Linked DNA regions of Sus scrofa: region 1 is linked to region 2. Evidence: chromatin contacts called from public Hi-C data. All regions are on one chromosome and are shown on one strand. The core of a region is the stretch at or near the end of the contact, and the rest is flanking DNA. Distances in the headings are between cores, read along the strand shown. Region 1 holds the start of ASCC3 (activating signal cointegrator 1 complex subunit 3). Region 2 holds the start of USP45 (ubiquitin carboxyl-terminal hydrolase 45).

Evidence for each region. A called contact is a pair of places that touch in the nucleus more often than the background predicts.
Region 1: a Hi-C map of heart right ventricle shows a contact between it and region 2, with 6 times the contacts expected there. The contact joins the promoter of ASCC3 here to the promoter of USP45 in region 2. A contact is called at or near these places in 1 of 5 promoter capture datasets (liver) and 1 of 47 Hi-C or Micro-C datasets (heart right ventricle).

What each region holds. Positions count from the first base shown.
Region 1 is chr1:67,653,746-67,661,337 of Sscrofa11.1, reverse strand. ASCC3 (activating signal cointegrator 1 complex subunit 3) reads left to right here and starts at 4,258. Exons shown (of 42, transcript XM_021090356.1): 1 at 4,258-4,557. It overlaps LOC110260404 (a long non-coding RNA gene), which reads right to left and starts at 4,168. Exons shown (of 3, transcript XR_002343650.1): 1 at 3,982-4,168; 2 at 2,165-2,296.
Region 2 is chr1:66,449,984-66,457,529 of Sscrofa11.1, reverse strand. USP45 (ubiquitin carboxyl-terminal hydrolase 45) reads left to right here and starts at 2,724. Exons shown (of 18, transcript XM_013992722.2): 1 at 2,724-2,819.

The sequences.
Region 1 (7,592 bases), core at 3,009-5,508, 1.2 Mb before region 2:
GCCCTTATTCTCACTTCTACCCTTGCCATTCCCCCACTCAACTCACTTGTAGCCTCTTCACTAAATTCTTTTAGGCCATAATTTTGGGTATTGTTACTAGTCATATCACTACAATTATCTTTGTTTTCCAGGAAGTTACTGAAAAATTTATTTTCCTTCCCTTCTCCACCTACCATCTTCTCCCTAACATAAGCACCTATATACAAAGACATGTATCTTTTTTCTTTTATTTGTTCCTTGGTTTTTCTACTTCAACATTTTTATTTCAGGAGTGTCTAGGAAAGAACAGTTGGCAGATTTTATGCCAAGTCCACCATCTTGAACAGTAACCCAAGAATAACTCTCTATATTTTATAAGCATATATTTTGCCATTGGGTAAAACATATCACAGAATCCTCCCTAGCTGACCATCCCTTGGTCACATGACTACCTCTACAACATTCTTGTTAAAAGGGAAATAGAATCTCTACTAAGGTAATGGGAGTAGCTCACATTTCTTTAGCTTTTTTTTGGTACTCAAAAAATCCATTTTATTAATTAAGGAAGATAATAAAGGTAGTAGTTGGGTTGGCAACCAATAGTGTGTTCCAGGGTAGTGATTTTTTATTCCTTCCCAACATAGTTCATTAAAATTTTAATGAAGCTTATTTTTATTTTTTATTTTTTGGGCTGCACTTATGGCACGCAGAAGTTCTGGGCCAGGAAATAGAACCCATGCCACAGCAGTAACCAGAGCCACAGCAGTAATAACATCGAATCCTTAACATGCTGAGCCACCTGGGAACTCTGGGAAGCTTTATTTATTTATTTTTTTGGCCACGTCCAGGGCATGTGGAAGTTCTAAACCAGGATCAAACCTATACCGCAGCAGCTTGAGTCGCTGCAGTGCAGTGACAATGCCAGATCCTCAACCTGCTGCACCACAAGGGAAATCCCAGGGAAGCTTACTTTAGAATTAAGTCTTTTATTTATTTATTTATTTATTAAAAAAAATTTTGGCCAGGCCCACAGCTTACAGAAGTCCCAAGGGTAGGGATTGAACCCACACCACAGCTGCAACCCAAGCCACAGGAGTGACAATGCCAGATCCTTATCTCTCTGTGCCACCAGTGAACCCCAGAATTGGGTCTTTTATTAATCAGCATTCCCCAGCAGTAAACTGTCAGCCCCAAGTAAGAGACTGAACTGGGGTGTAGTTTAACCCCCCGTGTTGCAAGTGGGGGTAGGGAAGAAGCAGGATAATGAACTGAGAATAGGTAAAATCAAAAAAGGCCTATAAGCTAAGGCTGTGGGATGCTAGTGAGCTGAGCAGACCTAGTGATCTTACATACTGAGATACTAAGAGGCTGATGGGCTGTAAATAAGTCTGGACCTTATTTATTTACTTATTTTTTGACTGCACCCACAGCATATGGAGAGTCCTGGGCCAGGGATCAAATCTGAGGAGCAGCTGCAACCCAGCCTCACGGGATCCTTTAACTCATCGTGCTGGGCCAGGGATTGAACCTGTGCCTCCACAGCCCCGGTCGCTGCAGTCAGATTCTTAACACACTGTGCCACAGTGGGAATTTCAAGTCTGAGCTTATTAATACATCCTGTCTCATGAGGTGACAAGGCTGAGAATGAAGGGCTAATATGCTAAGGATGATGGAGCATAAAGAAGAGTGAGCCAAAAACCTGAATGACTTTGTTGAGCCACTGAAAATATGTTGAAAACACTCCATCCACCCTGAGATTTTCTGTTTTTAAGACAATTTTGAAATAATTAAGGCAATTTTAGTCAAATGATCTAGTTACATACATACACGTATTGTACATCTTGATATGTTTTCACATCAAACAATACAGATTCCACTTTAGAGATGCTCTGTAACTTATTTAAATCAACCTCTATTGAACATTTTTTGGTATAATACATTTTTATGTAAAATGAATTTTAATTGGTTGACCAACTACCCATTAATTTTACACTACTGAACTCAATATTGCCAAGATAATCATACAGTCCCATTTTGTCACTGTCAAATCCTGATTGTCCACAAGACTAAATTCCTTAAATTTAAAATTAAGTCTCTCCTTACAGACTAGTGTGTATTTAATTTTAATTTTATTGTCACTACCTTCTAGTAAGAACCTTCTACTGTAGACAAACAAGTTACTCACCTTAGAATGTACCCGCAGTCTTGTTTCCCTGTTTTTGCTCATGCCATATTTTCTGGATCATCTCCTTCTCTTCAGGAGAAAGCTTTTCATCAGACTGTCTTTCCATTAACATTTTGGAAAATTGACCAGGCACTACAAAGGGTACAAAAAGAGTTCTTAAAAATTCAATGGGAGTCCCTGTCGTGGCGCAGTGATTAACAAATCCGACTAGGAACCATGAGGTTGCGGTTTCGATCCCTGCCCTTGCTCAGTGGGTTAACAATCTGGCTCAGTGGGTTAACAATCTGGCGTTGATGTGAGCTGTAGATCAGACCCCTAGCCTGGGAACCTCCATGTGCCGCGGGAGCGGCCCAAGAAATGGCAAAAAGATAAAAAAAAAAAAGAATTCAATGAACTATATTTCCTTATAGATCAGGCCAGCCTAATAAATAATAAGATGCAAGGAAGCTATGTAATTTAAAATTTTTCTAGTAGTTACATTAAAAAAGTGAAAATAGGTAAAATTAACTTTAATACACTAACTCAATATATACCAAATATTATCTCAACATATCATCAACATAAGAATTAAGATATTTTACATTTTTTTCTTTGTACTAATTCTTTGAAATATGGTGTGTATTTCATATTCAATTTGGACCAGCCACATTTCATACTTGGCTAGTGGCTATCCTACTGAACAGGGCAGTTCTAAGTATAGTCTAGATGTCCTTCTTGTCCCTTAAGCCTCTGAACTGTGGTGAGAACAATCTGTCATGTGAGTTCTAAGAACATATTGTTAGTATCTCTCATTATCATATGACATCCCTAAATTATTTACTTTTCGATGCATTTGTCTTCTCTCATAGCTAACCTGTAAATTCTTTTAGGGCTGGAATCATGAACTAATAAACTCTCAAGGTTGTAAATATTTTTAACAAAACCACCAGCTAAGTCTTCTCTTGATTCATGGTGTCCCTGCAACTAGTTCCTCTTAAGTAAGCCTCTGGAATTTACTTAAAGTCAAATCCAGTCGTCAAGGCCTCCAAGCAACCTAAAGCAGACAACTTCTCTGGCTAGTGCTAGTAGGGCATCTTCTTTTTGGGATCTGAAATCATTTCTCTCAAGTCTGCATCTCTTGAACTCACATGAAACAAATCTATGCAACGTGATGAATTTTTAGTATGTGGAGATAGTCTCAGTAGCTTTCTCTCTTCTATGCGACTCTTCCCAAGTACAAAGAGTACTTCATCTGCCATGCTTTTGAGTGCTCCTCATCATTTTGCTCCTCTCTGAAATAATTCCCACTTCTCTGAGGTCTTAAGTGTTTGATCTAGAACTGAATACAGAAATCCAGAAGAAGTTTGGCCAGTGAAGCGGATAATTGGATCCCTATCGGCTACTTCACTAGAAAACAGGGTTCTACAGGGCGTCAAGACAGTCCATATGAGGGCAATGGAAGAGAAAAAGGGAACCATGATACATTGTTAACTCATACCGCCTCTGCATGCCATGCTTTAGTCTAGAACTGTACTCACATACACCACACAGTTCTTGAAGTGAGGTTTCCTTAATATCATCTTCCTGATTTTCAATTGAGCCAAGGAATTTTCAGGTTTTGTTTTTGTGGGGTTCATGTGAGAAAAGGACCGGCTGGAAGAGGAAACTTTAAACTCTAAAATCAGAATTTAGAAAGCTTAAGGAAAGTGGAACATGAGACCAAGGAACCATGTATAAAGACCAGCAGCCAGGATTTCTGGCTGGTGATGACGATGGCAATTACCCAGTTCTTCATTCACACTCAGGGCTTTCTCTCCTTTAACTGTAACAGGAATTACCTCCTCCACGTCTCCACTTTACAGAGAAGGGCGGAGAGAAGATGCAGCCGACTCAAGTAATTGCACGGAAAAACGCTCAGGTCCGACCTGGTGGGGGCACCCAAAAGACTCGGAGTCCCTGGAACGCGCGCGCACGCGCCCAATGCCCGTCCGGGGGCGCGCCCTCGCGGCAAGTCTGCTTCCTCTCAGCCTGGTTCGGCGGGCGAGAGGCGGGTCGGCGGCGCGCGCACCCGGGCGGGGTGGGGCTTGGGGGAGCCGACGTGCCGACGTTGGCGCCGCTGCGGGCGGGTGACGTGTAGGCGCGCGCCTGCCCTGCCCCCTCCCTCCTCGCCGGGGCTGAGCGTCTGTCCCGCGGTCGGGCAGTCCTCGCGGACCCTGCTGGGTCAGTGGGAGGGTGCCGGCCATCCCGGCGTGGGGTGCGGACGAGGACGTGGCGGGACAGCTTCCCGCTGGCATCCTCACCTCTGCCTTCCGCTCCCCAGCCGGCGTGGGAAGTAAAGATCAAACTGAAAGGGAGGAAGGCGCGGAGGCAGGAGCTTGCGGAGTGATGGGAAGCCCATGAACCAGGGCCAAAAGGTGAGGAGGTGGCACTGGGAGAAGGGGTGCAGTGGCCTGGGGAAGCCGGTGGCAGGCGGAGCCTCGAGGGCACGCGACGCAGTCGGGGTACCCCTCGGGCGATTCTCCTGCCCTGGAGGCAAGCCCAGACCTGTCATCCCTCTCGGGACCGAAGACTTGTCCGTGGTCTCCGATGGTCTCGTCCTACTCCTGAAATTTGTAGATGGGCCTGGGGATCAAAAATGAACCCGAGGCAGATGTTGCCAGGGTGTTAGGCCACAACGTGATGACCAGATGGGTGATTTTTTTTTTTTTTCCCTGTGCATGGGCTGTGTATTTTAATTAGGTTTTTTTTTTTTTTTTTTTTTGGTTACAAAGATGTGATAACTTTTTCGCTTTCTTCCGGTGGACTTTGGGAGTGAAATAAGCTTCCTTGTATTTTTTTACTTACACACTGAAAAGACTGGGTAGGGAGTGACCCATAGTGAATTGTGGGTGAATTTAGCAACCGAGGAGTCTAGAATGTTACTTTGAAGTAAGAGTGTTCTGTGTGCGAGTGTGCTACTGAGGTGTTGTGGATACCTGGGCATTTCTTTTAAATAGGCTTTTTGTGATACATTACTTTATCTGAATGCAGTGTGTTCATGTATTTTGCTATTCTCTGGTTTAAAAGAGGCTTCATTTTAGCAGTAACTAAAAGTTTGGTAAGTGGTATCACATGTGCAGTTCAAACTGGTAATCATATTTTTGTCTTTCTTGCCCTAAGTAAAATGAGCGTGAATAGGTGTTATCTGCCTCACCAGATTTCATATTTCATAGATGGAAATCATTTTTCTGATTTTCGAAGTGTTCTCAAAAGTCGAGAATTCAGTTTTTGATTCCTCCCTGTACTGTGCTCCTGTTCATGTATCTTTTATTTTGGTTGTAATAATATTCTTATTTATTTATTTTTGTCTTTTTGCCCTTTCTTGAGCAGCTCCCTTGGCATATGGAGGTTCCCAGGCTAGGGGTCTAATCGGAGCTGTAGCAGCCGGCTTATGCCAGAGCCACAGCAACACCAGATGTGAGCTGCGTCTGCAACCCACCCCACAGCTCACCGCAACACCAGGTCCTTAACCCACTGAGCAAAGTCAGGGATCAAACCCACAACCTCATGGTTCCTAGTTGAATTCGTTAACCACTGCGCTACGACGGGAACTCCTATAATAATATTCTTTTTTGTTTTGTTTTGTTTTTTGCCTTTTCTAGGGCCGCTCCGCGGCATATGGAGGTTCCCAGGCTAGGGGTCTAATCAGAGCTGTAGCCACCAGCCTACGCCAGAGCCACAGCAACTCGGGATCCGAGCCGCATCTGCAGCCTACACCACAGCTCACGGCAATGCCAGATCCTTAACCCACTGAGCAAGGCCAGGGATTGAACCTGAAACCTCATGGTTCCTAGTCGGATTCATTAACCACTGTAGCTCCACGGGAACTCCTATAATAATATTCTCGCGTTAAGAATGGCCCTTAGGGAGTTCCCATTGTGGCTCAGTGGTTAACGAATCCGACTAGGAACCATGAGGTTGAGGGTTCAATCCCTGGCCTTGCTCAGTGGGTTAAGGATCCCGCATTGCCATGAGCTGTGGTGTGGGTTGCAGACGCGGCTCCAATCCCACGTTGCTGTGGCTCTGGCTTAGGCCAGTGGCTACAGCTCCAATTAGACCCCTAGCCTGGGAACCTCCATATGCTGAGGGAGCGGCTCAAGAAAAGGGCAAAAAAAGGAAAAAAAAAAGATGGTCCTTAGAGATGCCAGTTAAGTGTAAGCTAAATATTTTAGTGAATTGTTATTTGAGTGAATTAAGTTTTCATTGCTTAACTTTGTGATCCCTGCTGAATAGATTTAGCTTTCAGTTGTCATTCATTTACTCATGTCTTCACATCTACTGGGCATTATGCTAGGCCTAGGGATTTGAGAGATGAGGATGTCTGTACTTACAGAACTTTTGATAGAGAATTCTAACTAGGGTTCCTCTTGGTGCCATGGATTGCTAGTTGACCTAAGCAGTCTTTTTGCAATAAGTTATTGTCAGTGTTTATATGTAAGTGATGTTGAAAGAGGAGCAGATCATTTTACTTACTTGAACACCATATCTTGATTTTGCCTTTGACCAAAAAGATACTTGTATTTTGCTAGTTAAGAGGAGTAAGTTTTCTTTTTGCGAAGTTGGCTTAATTAGCTTAATTATAAAGTTCACAGTTGGAAATCAGTTTCTGCCTGAAAAATAATACTTTGTTTCCAGTTTTACATTGGTCTGATTGATTTATTTTTTAATAACTTGTAATTCATAAGAGGTCTATGCCCAAAGCATATTCATCAGGAAAATGTATAAACTTGTTGATTGAAGTAAATGTGTTGCCCTATAGTACCTTCCATGGGGAGGTAGTTAGCATAAGCCCTTTCAGTACGGAATAGTGCCGATGTAGTATGGCACAGTTTTCAACTTTGAGCAGATATCTACCTGAAACTGAAATCTTAGTAAACACACATTTATGGAAAGAAAAAATGCATAATTACAAAGGAGGAGTGAGTAAGGTATCTAGTATGTATTTAGTAAGCATCCGAAGGCAAGCATTACGTGACTATAATCCTACATTGTTCTCTAAAGTTACCTGAAGTAGGGATTGGATCTTATTTCTTGTCTCTTTTGCCTGGTTTAGTACTAGAACACAGCTGACAGACCCATATAGATGTTCATTCATTCAGTATGTTCCATCTCATTTGAGTAGTATTTTGCTTGTAAATGGGCAAGCATGTATGTTTGAGTGAGTTTGTCTGCAGTTTGTCAGTGTCATTTTCCTGCTCTCCATTGACTATGATAATATCTTCTAGATTGTCCTAATTTATTTCTAAAACTATGTCCCTGTGATTCAGAGTTAATAAAATTAAATTCATGTTTGATTATTTTAATTTAATTAGATTATTCTGCTTGAAAAGAGCATTAAAAAGTCATTTTGTAATCCCTCATTTATAAGAAAATTGATACCTCAAAAAGTTACTGATTTTTTTACCATCAG
Region 2 (7,546 bases), core at 1,475-3,974:
TTAGGAAATGTGTGTCTTTCATGCAACGTTCTTTTGAAGAATTTTTATTAAAACTTAAAATGAGCATCTGTTGACTCAGCATTTTCACTAATAGTTTACCTACCTAAAATATCTGCACAAGTAGGCAAAGATTAAAGTATATCACCAGGGGACTGATTGGGAAAAAATGATACATCCATCACTGGAGTTTTAAGCCAACTAGTCAAAACAATGGGGCTAATGTAGAGATACGTCTAAGACATAAAATCAAGTGAAAAAAATCAAGTTGTAGGCTACAACATAGACCATAATCTAACCTGACTTTTAAATTTTAACAAGTGATAGTCATGTAAAAATGTAGTACAAATGCATATTGTATATGCAAAGACAATTCCTGAAACTATACACAAGAAACAGCAAATAGGGGAAAGACAACGTTACCTCTGAGGAAAGGAAATGAGAGTGTGGGAAGGAGGAAAAGATGAGGAACTTTATACCAAACTCCTATGTATTACTTTTATTATAAAGAGTGCATCTTTAAAAATAAATGATAGGGAGTTCCCTAGTGGTCTAGTGGTTAGGATTTGGTGCTTTCACCAGTGAGGTCAGGGTTCAGTCTCTGGTCTGGGAATTGAGTTCCCACATCCAGCCACTGTATGCTGGCAGCAAACAAACAAACCAAAAAACCATGGTAAAAACTGTAAAGATATATGCATAGCCTATAGCTTAGTAAAGTTTACATATATTTCCAGGCAGAACAAGAAGATAAAATGAAGATATTTAACTTATTTGAAATATATACACAGATGAGTTTTTACATTTCTATTTGGTACTTTGTTATAATGTTTTTGCAATAGCACTAAAAATACACTTATTAGGTACCATCTGAAAATAATTTCCAGGAGTTCTCTTGTGGCACAGTGGGCTAAGGAGCCAGCATTGTCACTGCAGCAGCTTGGGTCACTGACATGTGGGTTGGGAACTTCCACATGTCACCGGTACAGCCAACAACAACAACAAATTAAAATTAAATAAATAAATAAAAGCAATTAGGTTTCCAAAGAAAATAATAATAATTTCCTTCCTTTGAAGGATCTATCAAAGAGTAAATTTTACTTTCAAGTAAGTGAAAAGTAAATAATTTGAAGAACATCAGAAACAAAAACTTAGTGTTAGACAATTTTCCCTAACTCATGCCAAGTTTTCAAATGGAGATTGCAATCTCTGGAGATTTTGATTATGCTAAGAGTGTATCTGCTAGAAATGAAGACAGCATTTTTGGAGATTTTGGTTATGCTAAGAGTGTATCTGCTAGAAATGAAGACAGCTTTCGGATTTTTGTCATTTTTCAAGAAAGATTTAAGTAGGAGTTCCCATCGTGGCACAGAGGAAACGAATCCAATTAGGAACCATGAGGTTGCGGTTCTATCTCTAGCCTTGCTCAGGGGATTAAGGATCTGGCGTTGCCATGAGCTGTGGTGTAGGTCACAGACCCGGCTCGGATCTGGCATTGCTGTGGTTCCGGTGTAGGTTGGCAGCTGTAGCTCTGATTGGACCCCTAGCCTTGGGAACCTCCATGTGCCACAGGTGCTGCCCTAAAAAGACAAAAAAAGAAAGAAAGATTTAAGTATTAAATGATGATTTGCATAATTCCTAAATTTCTTTAGGAAGAGGACATAAACTTCAATTTTCAAATTCAGTCTTCTCTTTTTTTCCCTCTGTAAATTGGATTCCAACATAGGACACAATTTAAACATTCCTTTTACTGAAATGCAATTCAGCTTTCAAATTATGCAGATTTGCTTAAGATTACATGTCCTTTACCCCTCCATGTTCTGTTTCAAATCTGATGTTAAATGATTTATGATGTAGACAGTTTTGTTTTGACTTACATGGCCTATTCTTATTTGGTGATTATTTTCTTTTTCTCTTGGGAAAAAAAAAATTCCCTCACCCTGAAATTTGATTATGTACTTCGATACATAGTGGCCCACACATTTGTACTCAGTTACAGTTGTTGAATGAATGGTTTCAATACATACAATGCAAATATCTAGTAATCTCCTTTTCAAGTTTGCTATATGGAAATAATTTTACCTCTTTTGTAAGAAATGAACAAGAGTTTTAAAGGGAGAATCAGTTTTTGGATTTATTTCTAGTAACTTTGACTCATAATCCAAGGCTCTATCCATAAGGCCATCTGTTCCTTGGCTGAAATTACGAAAGCTTATAAGACTTGTACAGTTTATCCACAACCAGTGTTGATTTTTATGATTATCATTCAAACGAAGTATTTTTCAACCAACTATTTTTACTAAACATATGCAAAGAGCAAACCACTTTAACAGATGAAAAGATACATGTATAGGTCAAGAAATTAACTGTCAAAGAAGAGAGAACAACGGGTAAGACAATAATAATGGGAAAAAGCAAGAAAATATATGATGTTAGATATGAGTTTACTGCACAGTAGAAATGTGACGCTGGAAAGTCGGAAGTTGTTTGAGCGGTCTGCACAGCAACAAGTGGGACTCAATTTCGACTCCGAGCTGCGAATTCCAGGCCACTGCCAGGATCCAATTGTGAGTCTATTTACATTACTATAAGATTAGCCAGGGCCTACTCAGCCCTGCAAACCTAGAGGACGCGGGACTGACGCAAGCCAGACCCGCCCTATCCATACCCAACTCCTGGTGCGCGTCCACGCGAGGGGCGGTCCCGAACCCCCACCCTCCTGTGGCGTGGGGGCGGCACATGAGGCCCCGCCCCCGCTAGCGGGAGAGACGGCCGCGCAGGCGCAGTTTCTTCTGGTTGTAGACGCGGCTGCTCGGCCCGGCAGGGTGAGTCCGGGGTGCGGTGCTGGGGTCGCCCCAGTTTCTCTGTCTTCGTTCCTGACCCCTTGTGGCGTGACCCGCCGGGGAGAGAAGCCCCTTCCGCTCCCTCACCTTTCCGATCCTTGGGGGCGCCAGGAGGTCACCAACAGCCGCGTGAGCGCTGCCGGGCCGGCCAGGCATCCGGGCCGCGGCGGGGGGAGCCGGGGAGGCGGGGCGGGGACAGGGGCCGCCTCACCTTGACCTAGGGGCGCGTTCGCTCAGCACCCTTCCGGCTTCCCACATCCCCTCGCTCACACCTCCCAGCTCACTTTCTTTTCAGAAATTTTGGATGTTTTTGTGACCGGAGGAAGCGTGTCTTAGGACGGGTTTCTGGCAGTATCGTGTAGTATTAGGAACCTGGAGTTGGACTGTCTGGGTCCAAATCCTCATCCATCACTTAGTGGCTCCTGGCCTCTGCAAGTCCCCTAACCCCTTTGTGTCTCAGTTTAAGCATAAAATGGGGGGAGGGGGGACAATAGTAACCTATCTCATAAGATGGTTGTTATGATTGTAATTGTGAGGATCAGGTGGGTTAGTTATCTCTGAAGTGCTTAGAACCTAATGAGATTCATGCACAATTAAATACGTAAGTGCAAGTGCATCTTTTTGAGCCTGGTATCTAAAAGGAGAGTTTTGTCTTTCTCCGCCCTTCCCCAGAACCCCTGCCAAAAATAATTGCCCAAGACTGGGGGAAATTTTTTTTTTTCTTTTTTCAGAGTAGGGGCTTTTGTATGCATGGCCTTTTTAAAAAATGAAACATTTCTAAACAATTTAGTTGCACATCCTACCTTAGAGAAAAGACAGATTAGGGTAATGCAGAAGTTGAGTTGAAAACTGGAAGAACTTAATTTGTGCTGAAAAGATTTAACATAGTAGGCCTGAGACTGCTCTCCTTAGAAGGTTCCGCTTGCAGAGTTGGGCCTTGCTTAGCATCTGGGAACAATATGCTGTAGGATACAGTTTATGCAGAAGTTAGCAGCTTCCATAAATATCCCATGCCTGTGAGTCTGTAATAAATTTCCCTGAGCAGAAACATTGCACAGACATTATTGGATTTTACTCATTGTGGGGAAGAGTGTGGTTTGTTTGACCCCTCCTGGGAGGGTGAGAACCTGAGGAAGCCTGCACATGAATTCCTCTGGACTTGGCCTGTGTCTTTTTCCCTGTGATCAGTCTGTGTGTCCATATTACCTTGCTGTAATAAATTTTAGCCATGAGTCTAACTATATGCTGGGTCTCGTGAGTCTTTCTAGTGGATCTCCAAATGGGAGGGTGGTATTGGAACTCCCCAGATGCAGTATTGGTGACAGTATTTGAAGCTCTACCATTGGACTTTCATTTTGTCTCTTTTTTCCTGAAAGGGGAATTGAAAAATAAAGCCATACAGATAAGTGATGCCAAATAGTGGGTTACTGTCCAAAAATGAGTCTATGTTTAGACATACTGCATGTGTCAGAAAAATCACTGGACATTGATTCGACATGGCCAAGTTAAGTTAGAGTCAGTGCATTTGAAAATAGGCATAGGTCTTTTATAGATCACAGGTCAAATGACTTGTTCTTTTGGGTATTCTGCCAGCCTTAGCTATGTGTTAATGCTCATTTATATCAAACTCTCATGGGGAGTGAAAAAATGACTAATTTCTCATGGGATTCTGTTATGTCTATTTTCAGGGCAGCAAGTTAAAAGTTTGAGGGTAGAAAGATCAGATTTGCTATCTGATTATGTCTCTTTTCTCTCAGTAAAACAGAATACCAGATTATATTTGGAGGAGTAGGGAAAGGAGGAGTAGGAGGTTTGGGAGATTGCCAAATGGCTCTGTAAGTAAGTTGGCCAGAAGGTGTAGTAGATGATGGGATGTCTTGATCCATGTGAGATTGTGACTGAAGTTAGCAGACCCAGTTTCCTTTCTTGCAAGACTTTCTCCAGCCTACTTGGATGCAGACATGAGGAAAGTGGCTAATAATCCTAGAAAGAGCTCATCTAGGATTGGGGTTCTGTTAGTGGAGTGGTCTGGTGGTCATTAAGGCTGTGCACACATATTGTGTTCTTTCTGGGTACATGATAATGTTACAGTCTTTGTTCACATATCCTCTCCTCATGCCCACCCCCAGCCCCCTTGTCTACTTGAAGATGACTGTGGCCATATGACTTGCTTTGGCCAGTAGTATATAAGCAGACATGTGTCACTTGCAAATGAAGCTTGAAGAACCAGGACTCCATTTGCCACTTGCCTTTCTTCCTTCCCTGCTATGGTGATTGTGGAAGCACTCGCTGAGATGCAGCCTCTTGTCACCCTGTGCACTAGAGGAGGGTAGGAGTGGCTGACCATGAAAGCTGGAAGAACTCAACGTTGTGATCAGATAATGGAACTTGTATTAGTGATTTTGCAAGTGGGAACTATAGGGATAAGTGGATGCAGTCTGGACGGTGAAGGCAGGCAGAAGCAAAGTGGTTAAGGAGCCCAGAGGCCTGTGCGTCTCTGTAACCCTGAAGGCCTTAATTTATTGCAGCTTTGTTCAATGGTGATGACCCTTAGACTTAAAGAAATGGCTCTTAAAATGATAAACTCAGAAGCTTCCTTATGTGGAACATGGTATGACTAAATCAGGATTCAGAATTTATTATTGAATTCAAAGAGTTTTCCACCTTGATCAATAAAAGCAAATAAATCACCATGGAAATTCCAATAGCATTTAGCCATGGAGTAGCATGACATTAGGATGGATTTAGGATATGGTGGTTTATTTATGTAGTTATTTTTGTCTTTTTAGGACTTCACCCATGGCATATGGAAGTTATCAGGCTAGTGGTCAAATTGGAGCTGCAGCTGCTGGCCTACGCCACAGCCACAGTAACGCCAGATCTGAGCTGCATCCGGATCCTTAACCCACTGAGTGAGGCCAGGGATCAAACCTGCATCCTTAGGGACACTGTGTTGGGTTCTTAACCTGCTGAGCCACAGCGAACTCCTGACTTTTAGTTTTTTTTTTTTTTTATTATAAAGAGTTCATTAAAAAAAGTTTATTAAAAATATAGAGGTAAATAAATATCAGGAAGAAAGAGATAAGTTCGGTGTGGGATGTTATACGGCTTTGCTATTGAAAGTGTGGCCTGTGGATCCCAGCAGTGGCTTCCTCTTGGGAGTTTTTCAGACAGGCAGACCCTCAGGTCTTCTGCTAGCTTGATGAATCAAAATCCACATTTTAATAAGATCTCCAGGGTGACTCATATGCACTATCCTGATATCTTTAAATAGTCAGTGTCTTAGGAAAGTAAGACAGTATTAACTCTCTATTTCTTATGAGAAGAACATATTTGTAGACTAAAAAATACTAATGTGACGTAATCAATACAATGAGCAAACTTTGAATCCTTATTCAAAAAACCAGTGTAAGAGTTCCTGTTGTGGCTCAGCGGAATCTGAGTAGAATCCATGAGGATGCAGGTTTGATCCCTGGCCTTGCTCAGTGAGTCAGGAATCCGGCATTGCCCTGAGTTTGGTGTAAGTTGCAGATGTGGCTTGGATCCCATATGGCTGTGGCTGTGGTATAGGCTGGCAGCTGTAGCTCTGATTTGACCCCTAGCCTGGGAGCTTCCATATGCTGCAGGCGAGGCCCTAAAGAGCAAAAACGAAAACAAAACCAGTGCAGAAGCTACTTTGGGTCAGCTGAATAAATTAGAGTATGATGGAATATGAGATGATATTAGGGAATTATTGCTAATTTTCTTAGACTTGATAATGATGTGATTATATAGGAGAATCCCCTTGAGGAATACATACTCTGCAACATTTTTTTTTTTTTTTTTGTCTTTTGTCTTTTTAGGGCCGCACTTGTAGCATATGGAGGTCCCAGCATAGGGATGGGATCAGAGCTACAGCTGCTGGTCCGCACCACAGTTCACAGCAACGCCAGATCCTTAACCCTTCGAGCTAGGCTGGGGATGGGGATCGAACCCTCGTCCTTATGAATACTAGTCAAGTTCATTAACCACTGAGTCACGATGGGAACTCCTATGCTCTGCAACTTTTAAATAGTTCAGGAAAAATAAACATACATACGTGTGTGTATGTATATATATTATATGTACACATTGATATTTAGATAAGACATGGCAAAATGTTCTAGATGTGCAATGTAGATGGTGTATGGGTATTTGTTATACTTTTTTTTAACTTTTGTGAAAGTTTGCCTATTGTTACAATAAAAAATGGGGAGGGGAACCACAAAAAGTGCCATAACTCAAGATAGAAGTATATTGCTCTCCCAGTCGTCCACTGCTGGGTCCTACAGTACAGGAGGGGGCTCTACTGAGTTTGGCACCTGGCTTCCATCCCTGGTCTGTTGTGGCTTTTTCAGCTCCTGCTTTCTCCTACTTGGTGAAATGGGAGAAAGGGCAGAGGGAGGACATGAACCAGAAGCAGCATAAATCCTTTTTTTTATTCACCCTGACATCTTGCATCTGGGGATCAGCAAGTAAAAGTCAAATGTAAGGTGCCATGTGTATACTGGTTTAATAAAGATCTCTTTGGTTTTCAGCTGATGTTCTCCTCTTCTTCCTCTTATTAATTTACTAGACCAATTGAAATCAAGTTCATTTCCATTTTAGTATTCATTAAGTAAAATACATAATTTTTTTTTCTTTTTTGGCTTCCCTGAAGCATATGGAGTTCCCAGGCCAGGGATCAGATC